Regions from separate parts of the Mus musculus genome. Here region 2 is linked to region 1. A link is a contact called in public Hi-C data. All regions are on one chromosome and are shown on one strand. Each heading gives the region's core, a stretch centred on a gene start, on an enhancer-like site or on the middle of the called end of the contact. The rest is flanking DNA. Distances are from core to core; before and after follow the strand shown.

Evidence for each region. Hi-C and Micro-C count contacts between places; a contact is called where the count stands out from the background.
Region 2: a contact with region 1 is called in a Hi-C map of ventricular fibroblasts, with 7 times the contacts expected there. The contact joins two enhancer-like sites. A contact is called at or near these places in 13 of 484 Hi-C or Micro-C datasets (3T3-L1-derived adipocytes, the AML12 cell line, adipose-derived mesenchymal stem cells and 6 more) and 3 of 115 datasets of contacts at active chromatin or transcription factors (bone marrow-derived dendritic cells, fibro-adipogenic progenitors and liver).

What each region holds. Positions count from the first base shown.
Region 1 is chr4:100,309,203-100,315,022 of GRCm38.p6, forward strand. All of the region lies in intron 2 of Ror1 (receptor tyrosine kinase-like orphan receptor 1), which reads left to right. Among named protein-coding and RNA genes, the nearest start is that of Gm35760, 81 kb to the right of the region's middle. Within about 2 kb of position 2,824, at least 13 of the 459 cell types and tissues checked have an H3K27ac peak or open chromatin away from gene starts, as enhancers often do.
Region 2 is chr4:100,398,482-100,404,301 of GRCm38.p6, forward strand. The region is part of intron 4 of Ror1 (receptor tyrosine kinase-like orphan receptor 1); the gene reads left to right. Among named protein-coding and RNA genes, the nearest start is that of Gm35760, 7.9 kb to the left of the region's middle. Within about 2 kb of position 3,655, at least 20 of the 459 cell types and tissues checked have an H3K27ac peak or open chromatin away from gene starts, as enhancers often do.

The sequences.
Region 1 (5,820 bases), core at 1,574-4,073:
GGTGGACAAGGGGCAGACCGAGGTCTCTGGGCCTCATGGAGGCCAGAGATAACAGGTTCTTAGTCTTGGGCATCCCAGATGTAGCTGGACACCACAGTAGAGCTAAGAACAAAGTGGGGGGCCTGGGGTGGTTCAGTCATCCCTGGGGTTGAAGAGAGGAGAGGGCAGGCAAAGAGGGGGCTCTGGGTAGTCCTCACATGGGCAAGAATTTTTGGTCCAGTCCATGGCTGGAACGCAGGAAGGCCTTTAGGGAAAAGCCTATCCTATTGTTCAAGCACGGCACATTGATGAGCAGAGATAGTCTATGGTTTTAGAGTTTTATTGTAGAAAGACAGAAAGAGAGAAAGTAAAGAAAGAGAGAGGCCAGCCATGGCCACGTGGAGAGAAGGGGAAAGGGAGGGGAAAAGGAGAGCTAGAGATGAGAGTAAGAAAGGTGAGAGTTTAAGAGAGAGGGGAGGGGCCAAGCGGCCCCTTTTATAGTGGGCTTGTTGTTGCTACGTAGCTGTGAGGAGGAACATATCTGGCTATGTCAGGTAACTGTGGGGGTGGAGTCTAGCTAGAATGTCAGGAGCTTGGGGCTTTGTGTGACTGACAATCATAGAATTATGGAGTTGGGGGCTCTGTGGTGTCAGGCACCTGTCTCTGAGAACTGCCTTCTCTTGTAGAGTTTTCTACTGGGTCTCTGGAGCAAGTCTCATTCAACCAAAACAGGCTGCCTTTCATTACCCCACACATGATAGATAAATGGGCAATGCACTCCTCACAGCTCAGTGGGGATGGCAGCTCTGAGCATTATAGGATGGAGGAGAAATAGCAAACAAAGGAACCCATCCGGCCATGCCCTGCATCTCTTCCCTGCACAAATGAACATCAGTATGACATATCCGTTTTCTCACCCAATACCTTCTGAATTTCTTTCAAACAGTGCTTCCTTCTTCAGAGTTAGATTTTCTTTCTTTCTTTCTTTCTTTCTTTCTTTCTTTCTTTCTTTCTTTCTTTCTTTCTTTCTTTCTTTCTTCCTTCCTTCCTTCCTTCCTTCCTTCCTTCCTTCTCCCTCCCTCCCTCCCTCCCTCCCTCCCTCTCTCTCTCTCTCTCTTTCTTTCTTTCTTTCTTTCTTTCTTTCTTTCTTTCTTTCTTTCTTTCTTTCTTAAAGATTTATTTATTATATGTAAGTACACTGCAGCTGTCTTCAGACTCCCCAGAAGAGAGCATAGGATCTCATGGTGGATGGTTGTGAGCCACCATGTGGTTGCTGGGTTCTGAACTCAAGACCTTCAGAAGAACAGTCAGAGTTCTTAACTGCTGAGCAATCACTCCATCCCGAGAGTTGGATTTCTACTCTTGGCATTCTAGTACATGTAATTGCCAACCCAGAATGTGAGAAGAACGTGTACAATGCTTTAGTTAGATGAGGCTTGTAAGAAACATTGATATCACCAAATGGCATGTATTGTTCTCATGGTTTACCACAGAATAAGCTTTCTTGTCAACATTAATCATATCAATATAATAATAAAATTAGCAATAATTCTGAATGATTATAGAGTAACTTCCACATACTAGACAACATAAATAGTACCTTATACCAATGATACATTCCTACTGGTTTCCAGGAAGCTAGGACTTAGAGACACTGAGCATCTTTGTTCATTTCTGCTGCTGTGATAAAATACCCTGACCAAAAGCCACCTAAAGGAGGAGGGCTCAATTTTAGCTCACAATTCCAGGTTACAGTCCATTACTAGGGGGACAGCACAACACCAGGAACTCAAGACAGCTGGTCACATCACACTCAAAGTCCAGAGCAGAGAGTAACAATATGCACATGCTCAGTTGTGTGCTTGTAATCAGCTTTATTTCTCCACTCATATAGTTCGGGATCCTCTGCCTAGGGAATGGTGCTGCCCACAAGTGGACTAGGTCTTTTCATACCAGTTAAGAGACTGCACAAACCTGTTCAGAGACCAAGCCAATATAAAGAATTCTTCATTGGGACTTTTTGTTCCAAGGTGATAGGTTGTACCAAGTTGACTACAAATAGGGACAGTGCATTTAGTTCCACTGCTTTGGGGTCTATTGTGCAGCAGATCATAGATTAGGGAGAGCACAGTGAATCCAAGCATCATGTTGGCCAGGAATCTAGCAGCAGGGACAGGCCTAGGGTCCTAATATCCAGTCAAGGACATGCTTCAGTGACCTAAAGTCAACCCACTAGACCATGCTTCTTAGAGTTTTCACTATCTCTGAGTAATACCACAGGGCTGGGACAAAGCCTTTAACACATGACCTTTGGAGAACATTTAAAATTTAGACCAGAGCTGGGGACATTCTTTGGCTAATTTTGCAGTTTTCTTCCACTTTTAAATTGTATACCTTGGGAATTCTTGGCATGTCTTTGACGTGAGTTTAATGGAAACAGACTCACAAATCCTCCCTTTTCCATCATTTTATGAAAAAAGATTTATTATAAAACTCTTACTGAGATTATTACAAATTGTCACTAAATCATCCTGTGCATTGTTCTCCTGTCGAGTTTATGAAAGTCCGGAGGGCACTGCTTTGGGAATGTCTCTTCTTGTAAGAGTTGACTTGGTTCTGGATAATAGGAGCAGTGTTTTTCAACCAAAGTCTGAGCTGTCTGGGGAGAGAAAGAAAATATGCCAGAGTCGTCACTGGACTCTGGAAGTCAGAGGGATGGGGTACTTAGCTTCACTATCCTGATGACATTCCGTGCTGAAGGTGGGTCCCTCTAGACTGCTCCCTCAGCGTCAGCTCCTGGGGCAGGCAGCCAACATCCTGAAGCAACTGCCATTTTCCTGGGGTGATTCATGTGTGAAAGTGTCTCCCCCATAAGAATGCGGGCCATCACGATCTTCCCAGAGTGCAGTTCCTATCATCCCAGAAGTGTTTGTTCATGTAAATGCATCCCAGTTGGGAAGTCTAAGGATGTGAAGGATGGCTGTCCCATCCGAATACATAACCCTTTGCGTCTGCAGTATCTCATATTTGGCTACATTAGTTTTAGTGCTTAAGAGAACTGGGCCTTCCATGTGAGCTGATGTGCGTTCTGCTATTACTTCACAGATAAATTTAGAATGGCCATGAATCTCTGTCTCACAACCCAGATGGTTTGGCTCAGCTTTCCTCTCATCCACTGGGAAGCCTTGAATTTGGGCATAAGCCCTTATCCATGTATGTGGTGCTGGCGATATGGGTAGTGTTCAGGTCTGTGCGATCCAATTCTTCTCTACTCTTGGTCCCCTCCCCCTTGTTAGATGAAAGGTGACAATATAGAACCAACTGTCAGGAACATTCAAAAGGAGCCCTTTTGTCTCACCTTTTTCTTCCTGGCTTCTTTTCTCAGGAAAAACAGACATTCACCTTCTCTTATATTTTTATTATGCAACATACATTGTTTCTGAGAATGATATGGGGGAGGGGAATGATGATTTGTGTGTGTGTATGCCTGTGTGTGTGTGTGTGTGTGTGTGTGTGTGCGCGCGCGCGCGCGCGCGAGTGCGCGCATGTGCAAGGTAGAAATATCCTCAAAATGAGAATATAAAGTTGATGTTTCTCGGGAATCATGCTTGATCTTGCATGTGTTTAACAGATCTGACCCAGAATGACAAGTGAATCACACAGTCCATCAGGATTTTTGTGGCAAGAGTAGGACCAGATCAGCCCCAAACGCACAGCCTCTCGGGGGTGTTCTGAACTGTCATGGGACCAGACCAAAGGCACAATCCCATCAGGCTTCAGAGGAGAGTATCAAGGCAGGATTAGCTTGGCTACAGTCCCATCAAAACCTCAAGGTGAAATTCTCAGTTAACAGACTTTGTTCTTTGCTATCAATTTTAAAAATAAGGGTGAAAAATTCAAAGGGGTTTTATTTAAAAACCTATTCTGTATTACTGAGATGATGTGAGTACTGTGATGGAGTGAGTACTGTGATGGTGTGAGCACTGTGATTGTGTGAGCACTGTGATGGCATGAGTACTGTGATGGAGTGAGTACTGTGATGATGTGAATACTGTGATAGTGCAGAGTAGTATGGTGGTGTGAGTACTGTAAAGGTATGAGTACTGTGAGGGTGTGAGTACTGAGATGATGTGAGCACTGTGATGGCGTGAGTCCTGTGATGGTATGAATACTGTGAGGGTGTGAGTACTGTGATGGAGTGAGTACTGTGATGGAGTGAGTACTGTGATGGAGTGAGTACTATGATAGAGTAAGTACTGTGATGGTGTGAGCACTGTGAGGGTGTGAGCAACTGTGATGGAGTGAGTACTGTGATGGAGTAGGTACTGTGAGGGTGTGAGTACTGTCATGGTGTTACTACTGTGATGGTGTGAGCACTGTGATGGTGTGAGTCCTGTAATGGTGTGAGTACTGTGATGGAGTGAGCACTGTGATGGAGTGAGTACTGTGATGGTGTGAGTACTGTGATGGTGTGAGTCCTGCAATGGTGTGAGTACTGTGATGGTGTGAGTACTGTGATGGAGTGAGCACTGTGATGGTGTGAGTACTGTGATGGTGTGAGTCCTGCATTGGTGTGAGTACTGTGATGGAGTGAGTACTGTGATGGAGTAAGTAAGTACTGTGATGGTGTGAGCACTGTGATGGTGTGAGTCCTGCATTGGTGTGAGTACAGTGATGGAGTGAGTACTGTGATGGAGTACTATGATAGAGTAAGTACTGTGATGGTGTGAGCACTGTGAGGGTGTGAGCAACTGTGATGGAGTGAGTACTGTGATGGAGTAAGTACTGTGAGGGTGTGAGTCCTGCAATGGTGTGAGTACTGTGATGGAGTGAGCACTGTGATGGAGTGAGTACTGTGATGGAGTGAGTACTGTGATGGTGTGAGTCCTGCAATGGTGTGAGTACTGTGATGGTGTGAGTACTGTGATGGAGTGAGCACTGTGATGGTGTGAGTACTGTGATGGTGTGAGTCCTGCATTGGTGTGAGTACTGTGATGGAGTGAGTACTGTGATGGAGTAAGTAAGTACTGTGATGGTGTGAGCACTGTGATGGTGTGAGTCCTGCATTGGTGTGAGTACAGTGATGGAGTGAGTACTGTGATGGAGTACTATGATAGAGTAAGTACTGTGATGGTGTGAGCACTGTGATGGTGTGAGTACTATGATGGAGTAAGTACTGTGATGGTGTTAGTACTATGAGGGTGTGAGTACTGTGATGATGTGAACACTGTGATGGTATGAGTACTGTGATGGAGTGAGTACTGTGATGGAGTGAGTACTGTGAGGGTGTGAGTACTGTGGTGGTGTGAGCACTGTGGTGGTGTGAGCACTGTGATGTAGTAAATCCTGTGATGGCATGAATACTGTGAGGGTGTGGGTACTGTGATGGTACAGAGTACTGTGATGGTGTTAGCACAGTAGTTGTATGGGATTTTGGTGGGGTTTGAAGTTATTGTATTTAAGGGGTTGCTAGGAAACCTAGCTGAAGTTACACAGTAGTTCCTGAGGGACACCTAATAGGATTTCAATTGATTAGTTCAAAATCTAACCCGCAGGGATCCAGGGCAGTGTCAGTTTGCTTTAGATCCTCCAGTTATATCTAGGGAAAGAAATGAGGCTCTCCTCTCAGGGCCCTATACCTTCCAGCCTTAAGCCTAGCTCATTGTTGCTTTAACATTAAATATCTGTGCACAAAAGGACAGCGACTCTGTGGAGGCAGCCCTTACAGCAAATGTAAGTTGTGTTGGAATTCTTGCTGCTTAGCTGGTGAGAGGCTTCAGTCAGGCTCTGGGTGAAAAGCTCCTCTCCCTTCTCCATAATCTCCCCTGTTCCTGCAGCCTG
Region 2 (5,820 bases), core at 2,405-4,904, 90 kb after region 1:
ACACACAAACATATACATGCACTCACACACACTCATATACAAACTCACACATACACACTTACATACACACTCACATACACACACCAACACACACATATATTCACACACTCACACATGCACTCACACACATGCATACTCATATACAAACTCACACACACACATACTTACACACATGCATACTCGTATACAAACTCACACACTCTCACATCCACACTCATATACACTCACACACACACATGCATATACACTCACATGCACACACTCACACTGACACACACTCTACACATATTCACATACATACAATCACACACATATTCACATACATACAATCACACTCACATGCACACACGCGCGTGCGCACACACACACACACACACACACGGTTCTAGACAGACAAAACTCAGGGCTTGAGACTGCTTTACCCTAAGTAGCCACTGGGTGCTGGGCTTGTGGGAAGCAGAAACACACTACTAGCTTGTGGGGTAGGAAAACACAGCCTAATATGGGTGAGAAACAATGCAGGCTGAAGCTGAAGCATCAGGGGTTCTCAGACTCCGAGACATCCAGATGCTGTTGGAAATCTCGGGGAGTTGGGAATGAAGGGAGCCTAAGGGTCAACAGTGAGGCTAGGGCCAGGGAGTAGGTGCAGGAGAAACTCCAGCTTAGCTCAAGGGGTGAATGTCTGGGAATGTGGGGAGGTCTTCCTTGGGAGGCTTAGGTGGCGAAGCTCGGAAGATGAAGGCTTCCTCCATGTTCACCACAGCGGTTCTTGAGGAGAGAGACATCATATTGTTTATTCGGTGTTCAACGTGGAAAATGGGTACATCCCCCTTCCTCAGGGTGGACCAGGTATTAAATACCTTGGAAGGAAAGCTCATTGGCTAAACCCTCAGGGCCCATCTAGATACCTCATTAGCATGGGGAACTCTGTTCCTGGCCAAGAATCTGGTCAGGAGTAGGGAAACTCCTACCGTCCTCGGGTGGGTTTCCAAACCTATTCAACCTTACCGAGTTTCCTGACACAGCCCACTCCCCACCCCCATACACACACACACACACACACACACACACACACACAGAATGATGTCCTCAACCAGAAAAGAACATTCAAGGCATATCTGGGGAGATCATTCTAGAGGGATGATGGAAGCATAGGCGGACCATGTGGACACAGGTATAAGAGACATGTGGTGTCAAGGGCATGTAGAAAGTTTTCACTAGAAACATTAGAAGGAAGAAGTTATTCACTGGATGACGAAGCACTCAGCAACAATCTCAGAGTGAGCTAGACATTCACGTTGGGACATGTTGGTCCTTGAGTCCATTCAGATATTCGAATGGAGGCTGAGGTTCAAAGAGTAGTGTTCACTGGAGATGGGAGGTCAAGTCCTCAGAGGAGTTTGCAGTGGGTGGAGAGCTGGTTGTTTAAATCAAAGGAGTGGAGCAGAGAACAAGGACAGAAAGAAGTCTCAGCAGCCTTGAGCCCAGCTCTCACCACTGGGATCTTGAACCATGAATGGAAACAAATGAACGGAAAGGAATAGAATCCTGGGAGCCAATGGGAGGAGAGTGCCTCCTAAGGGAAGGGTCAGCTGAGTCCAAGGCTGCTGCTGGTCCCTGGCGTCAAGGGCAAGCTCATTCAGAAGACTGGACAATCTAAGCCAAATGGGAGAGCTAGAGACTTGGGGTGGCCTTTGTAAAGAGAAATGTTGCTATCAAAAGCTGAAGAAAAATGCGGAGACAGCTGAGCAGGGTCATGAGCCGGTTGATGAGTGTGTTCACTGATGAGAGATGCTATCATTCATTAGTGTGATAAGAAGGCCAGTAGGGAAGGGACAAGTCCATGCATAGGTAAGAGGGGTGGGACCCAGGTGTTGTTCTTCAGGGTCTGATGGAATATCTTTTCTTCTGTGTTACCTACTCTCTGGGTCCCTTTCTGGTGAGGACCATCTCAAGTGTGGCCGAGATCTCATGTACATCCAGGGAACACAGCTTGGGGGCTTTCTCATTGACCAGAAACGTCACAGGCTCAGCAGTCTACACAACTCTTAAGCACGTGTAGCAAAATTCCAGCACTGCCTTGAGGCCACCAGCTCTGAGTTCAAGCCCATGGCATGGCCTATGTACACTTTCCAGCCCCACCATTGTGCTGTTGGGATGGCACATGTCGCTTATTTCAAATGACATCTTTCAGATACTTGTGCCACTTTGAAAACACATACTCTTGAGGGCTTGGGCAAGGTTCACAGATAAATATAATACAATGGACACAGAGCTAAGCCCCTTCACTGTATGGTTTCTGTGGGGTGTCCTGGGTCAAGAGGGTATCAAACCATTTTCCTGGGTCCTCCCAGGCTGGCAGGAAGAACCTCCCTTTTCCAACCTTAAAGTTCTTGACATTCTAAGTGTGATGTGATCTCTCCCTGTTGCTTTCTGGGGACCCAGGGACTGGATATGCCTTTGTCTTTCCATTGCTTTGCCTGAAGCCTTCTGTAGCTACCATCAGCAGGAGTGCGAGACAAAGCTCAGACCAAACCGAAAATAAAAGCACAGAGTGGGCTTTGCTCTACTCTTGAACAGTAAGATGCCCTTACAACTCTTTTTTTTTTTAATCTTTCAGGTCTTTATTTACATATAAAAGAGCCCTTAAAGCTCTTTAAAAGTTCCTGAGTTCCTCTTTCCACAAACCAAGTATTTCAGTCCATGGCCAAAGACATAAAAGAAAAGGCAGGGGAAATCAAATCAAATCCTAGTAATGTTTGTGGTAGGAAATCTGCCCAGACAGGCTTGTGTGAGTTGCATAATATTCCAAAGTCCCGTTATCCTCGGTGGGAGATTTTAGGGAGTGATTTGGTTGTTTGTTATTGGAGACACACCAAAGCTTAAGTGAAGGATTTCTGATAGAACATGGGGGCCCTGTGCTTGGCAGGGCTCCAGCTGTCACCTCTGGCTTCCTGGCATCAGCCTGACATCAGAGGTGAAGGAGACCCTCGCAGCAGGAAAACTGGAAACATCTAAGAACCTCTGGGAAGGTGAGGCATACCTGACCACGGAAACCTCAGTTAACTAAAGAAGCTGAGGCCCCTTGTTCCCGTTAGTGTCTCCCTATCTTTTAATACTGCACCCGTGCGGTCCTTTGGTTTTAAGTGTGTCCTTAAATAGGAACTAAATACATTACATGCCTCATTTTCCTTTGGATTACATTTGTGAGCTACAAGCCCAGGGAATTCTGCTCTCCTTCCAAGTACACTGCAGCTGTGAATTCCCAGCCCCACCCTGAAGCACGGCCTGAACCTTCCCACCACTGAGTTAGACACAGTCACTGTGACGTGTGTTTCTGGAAACTATGGCAAAACAGTATTCTTCTGTTTGTTTTAATGGTTCCTAGCCAAGAGCAGGAAAAACCTTGAAATTTGATTTAATTTTTTAAAGCAAAAATCTAAGATGTGGAGTGGGGTTCAGGCCAGCTTCTCGAAGGGGGACAGACATTCACTGTCTGTGCCCAGGGGTGGGATCCCATCACAGGACTTGACACAGTCACCTCAGAACTTCTTGTGCTCACAATGGCATCCCAGATATTAGGGTTCATAGAGTCCCAGACTAATAATCACTGGTCTCCTGGGTGAGCCATCAGGTCCCTGGGCTGACATACCCTGATTGGCTCACTCTGAATATTGACCCTAGGGGTTAGGTATGTGAACACATCGTTCTCTTTGATGCTCACATTCCGACTGGTCTTTACAAAGCAGAGTCTGTGAGAGAACCTCACATCTCACCCATCACCTTCTTGCAACCATCCCAAGCTAAAGCCTGCTTGAGACTGCTGGCCCTCGCCTTATCCCCGCCCGTCTGCACCTGTCCAGATGCCGCTTCACCAAAAGTTGTGTGTCACAAAAACGGTATGTGCTATTAAAGCCTGTAGGACATACTGTGTCACTTCCTCCTGGAGGACAGCTCGCCAAGCTCGTTGTCCTGTTTCCTCTTGGGGAAATGAAGACGTTCCAGGACAGGCAGTAACTTTGGAAACTGTATTGGATCATAACTGATTCTCCCCTTCTCTGTCTCTGGCGAGCTTCTGCTGACCCTGGAACGGTTTGGGGCCCCTCACTTGGATTCTTGGTGAGATCACATTTCACCCTTCTTGAAAAGATTTCAATTGACACATACTTCTGCGTATTTGTGGAGTGTTCCGTGTTGTTTTAATGCATGTATACAGTATATATACTGTATACATCAGACCAGACCCTGGGTCTCATTTATCATTTTTCTGTTTTGTGTTGGAAATATTCAAAATCCTTTCTTCTAGCGATGCTAAATTATAAAATACACCACTTAGCTGGAGCCACGCCACTTTGCTAGAGAACACTGGATCTGACTCCTCTCATCTAGCCGTGTTCTGTACCCGATCACCAACTTTTCTCTGTTTCACCCAAACCAATCGCCTATCTGTGGTGACTATAATTCCACCCTTTATTCGTATAGGCTCAACTCATTTAGCTCCCATGCAAAAGCAAGAACATGCCACATGCCTGACTTATGTGTCTTATGTCCTTCACTTCAATCCGTGTTGCCACAAATGACAGCATTTCATTATTTTTCATCTCTAAATGCTATTCATTCACACACACACACACATACACACACACACACACACACACACACACACACATCCATTCATCAGTAAAACTTGGTTGATCTATAAAGGGATAGATAGATAGATAGATAGATAGACAGATAGACAGACAGACAGATGTACCCATTCATTCATCAATGTGGATTAACATATACATTACATTTTCAAAATACATTATATATATACATATATATATATATATATATATATATATATATATATATTCATTCAGCAGCTGTGGAATTTCTGTATCCCTATGGTCGTTTTCTACCTTTAGTTTCCAGTAATCTATTATTATGTACAAAATGCACTAATTTACATGTTTATTGATAGTATATGGGAGTTTTCCTTTCTCTACATTCTCAGCAGAGTTTTTGTTCAGTGATTATAATGAGTATTCTGACTGGAGTAAGGTACTATTTCATGGTGGCTTTGCATTTTATGAAGATTAGTGATATTATTTTCCCCATGAACTTGTTAGCCATTTTAAACCCAGAATTGTTCAGTCCCTCTTCCCTGTGGAGTTGCTCAGTGATTCCTTTGCCAATCAATCCATAGCAAAGTTCCCCCTCCCCCTACTCCAGCCCCACCTCCTACCCCAGTCCCGGCCTCCACCCCATTCTGTGGCCTTCTTTTTACTTTGCAGCTGATTGTCACTTTCAAGTGACCACCACATGTCCCAGGAAGAACATCCTACAGAGACAGTCCACCGTCCACTCACTGCCCTGTCCCTTTGTGCAGCCCCATGTCCTTCACACTGAAAAAGGGTAGACCCTTGCTCTGCTGGACCCCACATAGGAACTGCGCTGGTGGTCAAAGTTGAGGAACCAGCATCTGGTCTGAAGGACGTTGGAGAGACACAGGGAAACCATCACTCAGCATGCAGTCAGCATCCAGGTGGCAACAGTGGGTTCCTGGTGCCCTTTCCCAATGCCTGTTGCTTCCTGATAGATAGTGGCATGACTCCACAACAGCACCCTGACTGTGCTACCTTGGTGCATCCTGTTTTTAGGTAGAGAGCAAGAGACATGATCAGGAGAAGTACATGCTAGTAGATCGCCCACTGCTAAAGGCAAAGGAAAGGGTGGCTGGGTCTTGATTGGTAGGAGACCAGCCAGCCCCATGGCTGCTACTCACACCGTAAAGGGAAGGCAGAACTAGCTACACATCGCTGTTCCTCATCATGT